Linked DNA regions of Ovis aries: region 1 is linked to region 2. The links are chromatin contacts, called in public Hi-C maps. All regions are on one chromosome and are shown on one strand. The core of a region is the stretch at or near the end of the contact, and the rest is flanking DNA. Distances in the headings are between cores, read along the strand shown.

The links. Hi-C and Micro-C count contacts between places; a contact is called where the count stands out from the background.
Region 1: a Hi-C map of liver shows a contact between it and region 2, with 5 times the contacts expected there. The contact joins the promoter of TMEM87B here to the promoter of MERTK in region 2. A contact is called at or near these places in 7 of 16 Hi-C or Micro-C datasets (blood, hypothalamus, liver and 3 more).

The regions. Positions count from the first base shown.
Region 1 is chr3:106,160,420-106,164,287 of ARS-UI_Ramb_v3.0, forward strand. It overlaps TMEM87B (transmembrane protein 87B), which reads left to right and starts at 2,003. Exons shown (of 19, transcript XM_060412436.1): 1 at 2,003-2,095.
Region 2 is chr3:106,024,615-106,028,503 of ARS-UI_Ramb_v3.0, forward strand. MERTK (MER proto-oncogene, tyrosine kinase) reads left to right here and starts at 2,245. Exons shown (of 18, transcript XM_060412433.1): 1 at 2,245-2,449. The coding sequence starts at 2,389.

The DNA.
Region 1 (3,868 bases), core at 753-3,252, 140 kb after region 2:
TTTTCGCAGTTGAAAATGCCTGGTGAAGTAAACAACTAAGACAGACAAAAGCTTTACCCCTCTGAGCTTTAAACAGTAACCAGGCAACTTCATTCGTTCTAAAAATTCTTAACCATCTCACTGACAATATATTCACAATACAGTGCCTTGGGTTCAACTGACCCGACCTCAGAGCACTTTGCAGGCACTCACCATGAATTCAGAAAACAATTTGTTTCCCATGAGATGAGGGGCTTGGGGTATGAACAAATGCAAAGGATCCAAGAAACTGAATCACACAGAGAACTTTAACTAGTAGCTAGTAGCTCCACCCTATAAGCCTCTGTCACCCTGTTTGTTTAACCTATACACTGAACACATCACGAGAAATGACAGGCTGGAATCAACATAGGTGGGAGAAACATCAACAACCTCAGATATGTGGATGATACCACTCTGATGGCAGAAAGCGAAGAGGAAGTAAAGAGCCTCTTGATGACGGTGAGGGAGCAGAGTGAAAGAGTCGACTTAAGACTAAACATTAAAAAAACTAAGATCATGGCATCTGGCCACATTACTGCATGGCAAATAGAAGGGGAAAAGGTGGAAGAAGTGACAGATTTCCTCTTCTTGGACTCCAAAATCACTGCAGACAGTGACTGCAGCCATGAAATCGGAAGACGATTGTTTCTTGGCAGGAAAGCGATGACAAACCTAAACAGTGTGTTGAAAAGCAGGGACATTACTCTGCCAACAGTGGTCTGTATAGTCAAGGCTATGGTCTTCCCAACGGTCACATATGGTTGTGGGAGCTGGACTGTAAAGAAGGCAGAACGCCAAAGAATTGATGCCTTCGAACTGTGGTGCTGGAGAAGACTCCCAAAAGCCCCTTGGAGAGCAAGGAGACCAAACCAGTCAATCTTAAGGGAGCGCAACCCTGATTATTCACTACAAGGACTGATGCTGAAGTTGAAGCTCCAGTATCTTGGTCATATGTTGTGAACAGACGACTCATTGGAAAAGTCCCTGATGCTGGGAAAGATTGAGGGCAGAACGAGAAGAGGGCGTCAGAGGATGAGATGGCTGGACTGTATCACGGATTCAATGAATATGAACTTGGGCAAACTCCAGGAGATGATGAGGGACTCGGAGGCCTGGCGTGCTGCAGTCCATGGGATAGGAAAGTCTGGACGCGACTGGGCGCCTGAACAACAACAAAAGTTGACCACAGCCACGTGGAGATTGGGACCTGAGATTTCGGCCTCTGGCTAAAGCCACCTCCAGCTCAGGTAGATTCAGAGCCCTGCCTCCCCTCCTACCCGCTTCCACACTCCTGCCCAACGCTGAGCCCCGCCCCTCGCCCCCTCTGCCGGCTCCTCTCCCTACCTGGCCCCGCCTTCATACTTGGACCCCTCTTCCTCCCCGCCCCTTTTCCTTTCCACGCTCGTGCCACGCCCCGTCCAGCCCTGAGCCCCGCCCCTCGCTTCCACTCCGGACCCCCGCGTTCACATGAGCCTGGTTCAGAGCTCCGCCTCCCCTCCCGCCCCGCCTTCACACTGAGGCCCAACCCCTCAGGGCCCCGCCCCTCGCCTCCCCTCCATGCCCCGCCTCCCCGCCTGGCCCCACCTCCGCGCTCGGACCCCACCCCTCCCCCAACTCTCCGCCCCGGCCGGCCCTGAGCCCCGCCCCTCGCCTCCTCTCAGGCTCCGCCTCCCCGCCTGGCCCCACCTCGACGCTCGGACCCCACCCCGCCCGTCCCCCTCTACTCTTCACGCTCTGGTCCCCCCCACTCTCCGCCCCCGCCGGCCCTGGGCCCCGCCCCTCGCCTCCTCTTCAGGCAGGCCCCGCCTCCCCACTGGCCCCACCTCCACGCTCTGGGCACCTCCTTCCCGCCCCGGCCGGCCCTGAGCCACGCCCCTCGCCTCCCCTCCAGGCCCCGCCTCCCCACTGGCCCCACCTCCACGCTCGGACCCCACCCCGCCCCCTCTACTCTTCACGCTCTGGCCCCTCCCCCTGCCCCCCCACTCTCCGCCCCAGCTGGCCCTGAGCCTGGTCTCCACGTCCCATCCAGACTTCCTGGGCCCGAGCCCGCCTCCCGGGGGCGGGCCTGCACCAGGTGCGGGCTTGCGCTGCGGCGGAGCGCCAGGTGCGGCTTCCGCGTAAAGATGGCTGCCGCCTGCCGCGACGGGGTCTGGCTCCCGGCCCGCCGCCGCCTTCCTGCCGGGCGCCCGCTGCTGCGCTTCGCCCTTTTCCTCCTGTGCTGCGGCCTGGCGGCTGTGGGCGCCGTCCCCGAGGTCGGGCTCTGGACCGCGACGATCAGTGACGTAAGCGGAATGTCGGGACCGAGGCGAGGCGCATCTCGGGCCCGAAGGGTTCTCTGGCCCCCGCTGGGAGCCAGTCCCTGGCTTGCTCATCTGGCCAAGCCTGCTCTGGGCGCCCAGTAGGTTTCCTGGGCCTTTTGTCCGCTGTGGGCGGGGAGCGCCCCCTCCTCCGGCCAGACCTGGCCTATGGGGAAGACGTGTCAGGCTTCTGTGCCGGGGGGCGGCTCTCCCTTCTGAACCCTGTTAGTGAAAATCATCTTTCCCGTAGTCCTGGCCTCTCGCTCTGCTCGGACCGCCTCTGGCTAGATTAGGCCCTTCTTTATTCAGACCTGAGCCCTGAACAGCTTGGCACTCCTAGCGGCATCTTTGGATTTGACCCCTCGTGCCGGGGTGCAGCCACAGTGCCACACCCGCGTGGCCACAGGAAGGACTTTCCAGGGTTTCAGTTTCCGCATACATTTATAAAGCGTGTGCGTCTTTATTCCTCTCTTTCTCTCTCTTCCTCCCTCCCTTCCTCCCTCCCTTTTTCTTCCTTCTTCCTTCCAGAAGGGAACAGGCAACAGTCATGCCACTTGCCCTCTTTCTGGGTTTCTGAATTTCTCTCGGGCTCCTATCACAGTTCTGGGAGTATGTGTGGTTGGGGGGCGGGGGCGGGACATTTGCAAGGCTAGTCCGGAGGTTTGAGCCCATGGAAACTCTTCCTTTCCAGGGCAGGCCATTTGAGAACTTGACATCCGGAAGTTTCATGTCTCATGTTGGGGAGGAATGCCGGGGTAGAATTTTGGAAAAATTTGCTAAAGAGGGACAGGACCACTTTTCTAGAGTCAGATGATTCATCCATCTCTGTTTGAGATGCATATTTTCCACATGTATAGAAGCGATGTCTGAATTCTTTTTATTAATTTATTTTTATTTGTGGCTGCGCTGAGTCTTCCTTGCTGCCTGTGGGTTTTCTCCGTTTGCTGTGAGCGGGAACTACTTCTAGTTGAGGTGCTCAGGCCTCTCATTGCAGAGGCTTTTCTTGCTGTAGTGCAGGGTCTTTAGGACGGGAGCTTCAGTAGTTGTGGTGAGCCTGCAGCATATGGGATCTTCCTGGACCAGGGATCCAACCCATGTCCTCTGCATTGGCAGGCAGATTGTTAACCTCTGGACCACCCGGGAAGTCTGGATGTCCGAATTCTAAAGGCAAAACTTACATTTTGAATTCCTCAATCAGAAAAAGAAAGTAATGTAGGAGACTACAAATTCTTAATATAGCACAAAAGCTACATAGAGGCTAGAGTATGTATCTTTCTGAATCTTTAAGACCCAGTGCAACCATTTCTTCCAGGATTTTCCTGGGTTGGTGCCCTATTTTGTGTACCAGTCATAGAGCCTACGTATCTCCATTATTGAATTTTTCTGAACAGTAAAAAGCAAAATTCAGAGTGTGAGGTAAAGGAGTTAGAAGGCGAGGTTCAGAAAAAGAACAAGACTGGCACTTTATAGAACAGATCACCTTCAATGAGGTGAGAAGGGGCAGCAGTCAGATTAGTGAGCTGCTGCACTAACCCAAGAAAAGAGTAAGT
Region 2 (3,889 bases), core at 995-3,494:
TCCATCCTAAAGGAAATCAACCCTGAATATTCATTGGAATGATGGATGCCGAAGCTGAAGCTGTAATAGCTTAACCACCTGATGTGAGGAGCCAACTCACTGGAAAAAGACCCTGACGCTAAGAAAGACTGAAGGCAAGAGGAGAAGAGGGTAGCAGAGGATGAGATGGTTGGATGGCATCACCAACTCAATGGACGTAAGTTTGAGCAAATCACGTGAGATAGTGAAGGACAGGGAAGTCTGCAGTCCACAGGGTTGCAAAGAGTTGGACATGGCTTAGCGACTGAACAACAACAGAAGCCTCATCAAGAATGTGAGGCATAGCAAAGACTTGAAGGAGGAGAATTAACCAAGAGGGTGTGAGTCTATCGAAGAGCATTCCAAGCAGAGGAAACAGTTGGTGCAAAACCCTGGGATGGAAGAGAGTCTGGTGTATATGAGCAGCAGCAAGGACACCGCAGGAGAACAGGGCTCTGCTGACACACCCTGGCGACCCTGCACATGTCCATGTAGGTGTGCAGGTGAGGCTTGACTCCAGTTCTACCCAGATCTTGGGAAACTGTCCCGCGATTCCTCCCGGGGCAGGGGGAGGTGAGGCTGGTGAGCAGCCATCGGAGGCGTTTTCTTCTCCTTATCTCACAGCACACCTGTCTCTCTTCCTTCTCCAGACTTTCAGCTGGGCACGTGAGTTTCCACTCCCACCCCCCCACCATGCCCCCTTCCCCGCACCCAACAACACAGCAGCAGTCACCTGTGAAAATCAATGAAACTGCTCGGCTGTACTTTAGAGTTGGCTGCTCATCATGGGAGCTACCCACTGCTCATGTCCACCCCTCTGGCTGGGTGTCATCCTATGGGACTAGGGATGCCAGTGGCTGACATCATGCTGATTTTGCTGTCAGTTAAGTAACAATGGATCTAAATCCACTGGGCTGGTTGCCTCCTTATAGCCAAATCTAGCCCACTTGACCAGCCTGACTGGGGTCAGGGACTCTGGACCAGAAAGCAGCATGAACGGAAGTGGAGTAAGGAGATGAGGTCGGAGAGGAGAGGGGACCAGGTCATGTATTCCCCTGTAGGCCACAAGGCAGGACTCTGGCTTTCATGCAGAGAGAAAGCAGGAATCACTGTCCGGTTTCGAGCAGAGGAATGGCATTATTGATTCATGTTGTCAAAGGATCACATGAAAATACATTAATTCTAAAGATGTGGCCTTAAACATAGTATTGTGCATGTGTGTGCATGCATGCTGAGTTGCTTCAGGCACGTCGGAGTCTGTGTGACCCTACGTGACCCCGCGGATTGGAGCCTGCCAGGCTTCTCTGTCCATGGGGATTCTCCAGGCAAGAATACAACCCATACAAGGGCGTGGGTTGCCATGCCCTCCCCAGGAGATCTTCCCCACCCAGGGATCGAACTCATGTCTCTTACCTCTCCTGCACTGGCACCACCGGTATGTGTGCGTATCTATATATAAAATGTCAAGTTATCCTTTCAGTTATTAGTACAAGTGGCTGACACTTCTTTCACGGTTAACTTTCTCTGCGACTGCCCTCTTGGCCCCTCCACACTTTAATCGCTGGGGGGTGGGGGTGGGAGGCCTCTTCCCACTTCGTAGGTGTTTATCTCCCTCCACGAGTCCTCTCTTGGACTCCACAAGGGGGCACAGCAAAACGCTCTTCCCTTCCCGGGAGGCGGTGAGCTCCGAGACTCCAGGACTGCCCCACACCTTCGGCCCGGGGAAGGCGCTCGGCTGGGGGCGCCGCCAAGGTGGCCTCGGCTTCTTGGCGCGTTGCTGCCTGCGTTTTCTGTCTGCTGAGCCGGGATTGCGGGACTGCCTCAGCCTCCAAGCCGCAGGCACCTTGTCTTAAGTCGCTGGCAGCCTCGGGCACCCTACGCTCCTCCCCAACTTACTCTCTGTCCCTCCTACCTGCACTTGTCGGTCGTCTGGATCCCCGGGAGGCCCGGGCACTTTCTCCTCCCCAGACCTCCAGTTACCCCTCCCCTTTACGGTCCTCACCTCCCTCCCCCCGCTTTCAGCCCCCGCCGCCCTCCCGCAAGCCCAGGCTCAACCCCACCCCGCGGCCCGCCCCTCTCCGCCCCTTGGGTCCAGCCCCCCTTCCACCCACTCCGCCGCCCGCCTCTCCCCGCTGCCTTCCCGCCCCCTCCCCTCCCGGACTGGCTGGGTCGGCCCAGGCTCGGCCCCTCGCCCGCCCCGCTCCGGCTCTCGGCGCCTTCGACCGCGGCTCCGCTCTGCGCCTTCGGAGCGGGTTGCCCGGGTCTCCGGGAGTGGGCTGTTTCTGCGCGCGCTAGGCCGGCGACGCGGCAGGTTCCGGACGTCCATCTGTCCGTCGGTCCAAAGAGACTGTTCAGACCCGCAATCTCGGGATGGGGCGGGCTATGCTGCTGTTCCTGCCGTGGCTCTTCCTCTCCGCGCTCTGGACACGAGGTGAGTGCAAGGGGCCGGGGGTTCGGGGCCGGGGGTTCGCGCCCGGGAGCTCCGGGGAGGGAGCGCGCCGATCGGGGCGCACCCGGCTGCTGGCGAGTTTGCAGACCCCTCCCCGCGCCCCAGAGGTGCCAGGTGCCGAGGTGCAGGGCTCCCGCGTACCCACCGTCCTGGCATCCTGGCTGGGCAGTGGGTGCGCGTCCCCGCGGAGCCGGGAGGGGTGGGCGCCCGGGGCCCACAGTGACCGCGGAGAGGGAAACCGAGCTCGGCCGGTTGCGCTGCAAGTCCTAAAGTTTTCGGCGGAGGGAAATGCGCTGGAAGTGGCTGTGTGGCTGGACCCCAGTTGCTGGCGGGAGTTCTAGGAGCCGCAGGCAGACCCCATCTCCACTCTGGGCGACTGGAGACCCGCAGGCTGCGAGAGTTGAGGTCGCAGTCCCGGTGCAGCGATGCACCAAGGCCAAAGCGCGACCGGAAGGACTAGTCGGCTGCCCCCCACCCCGGGCCTTCAGGGACTGCTTTAGCAGCGAAGCCCTGTGAGTGGGTGGGGGGCCAGAAAAAGAGCACGCGCTCTTTTCACCCCTATTATTGCTGAACAGGATCTAACGCGCTTGGTCAGCGTCTAGGCGTATTACCTCTGCGCTGCTGCTGCTAAGTCGCTTCAGTCGTGTCCTACTCTGTGCGACCCCATGGCCTGCAGCCTACCAGGCTCCTCCGTCCACGGGATTTTCCAGGCAAGAGTACTGGAGTGGGGTGCCCTTGCCTTCTCCGTCTGCACTGCTAGGCATTCCAATATAAGATACTGGATTGGTAAGTAGAGGCACAGGAAGGCAGGTTTCATGGTTCCATTCTGTATCCGCAGCTTGTTTGGAGGGTCAGTGATTAACGAATGGGCTAGAAGTTTAACCTCTGAAGTACTTCTTACGGAAGCTGGAAGAAACTTAACCAGGCTTTATGCTGAATAAACACACATCAAGCATTTTTCCTTAGCTTAAAGATTTAGCTTTTATATAAACCTATTGTGGTCAAAGGTGTTTTTGAAGAGTACCTGGAAACTTCAATTATACTTAAGCAGTTTACTTCAGAATTTTTCCTGTGAGAATTTCATTGGAAAGCTCAGTTGCTCAAATGAGAAATTCTTAAGCAGCTGAACCCTCTTGTTACATGTTAAATTACACATACAATTTATAATTTGAGGCAATGTAGCAATTTGAAGCAAACATCCAGAGAGTAAACCAAGCAAAGAATGAAAACAATTCTATTCTTTACCCCAACCACCCACCCCCCACCAAACCCTCAGAAATTCCTCAGCATTTCTGCTAGATCCGTTTTTCATAATCTGTTATATTTTGCTACCAGGGAAGGCTGGCCATAAATAGTCTTGGATGTAGTAAATGTGGTGAAAATTATGGGAAAAGTAACAGAAGCAGTAGTTTTGGGGAAGAT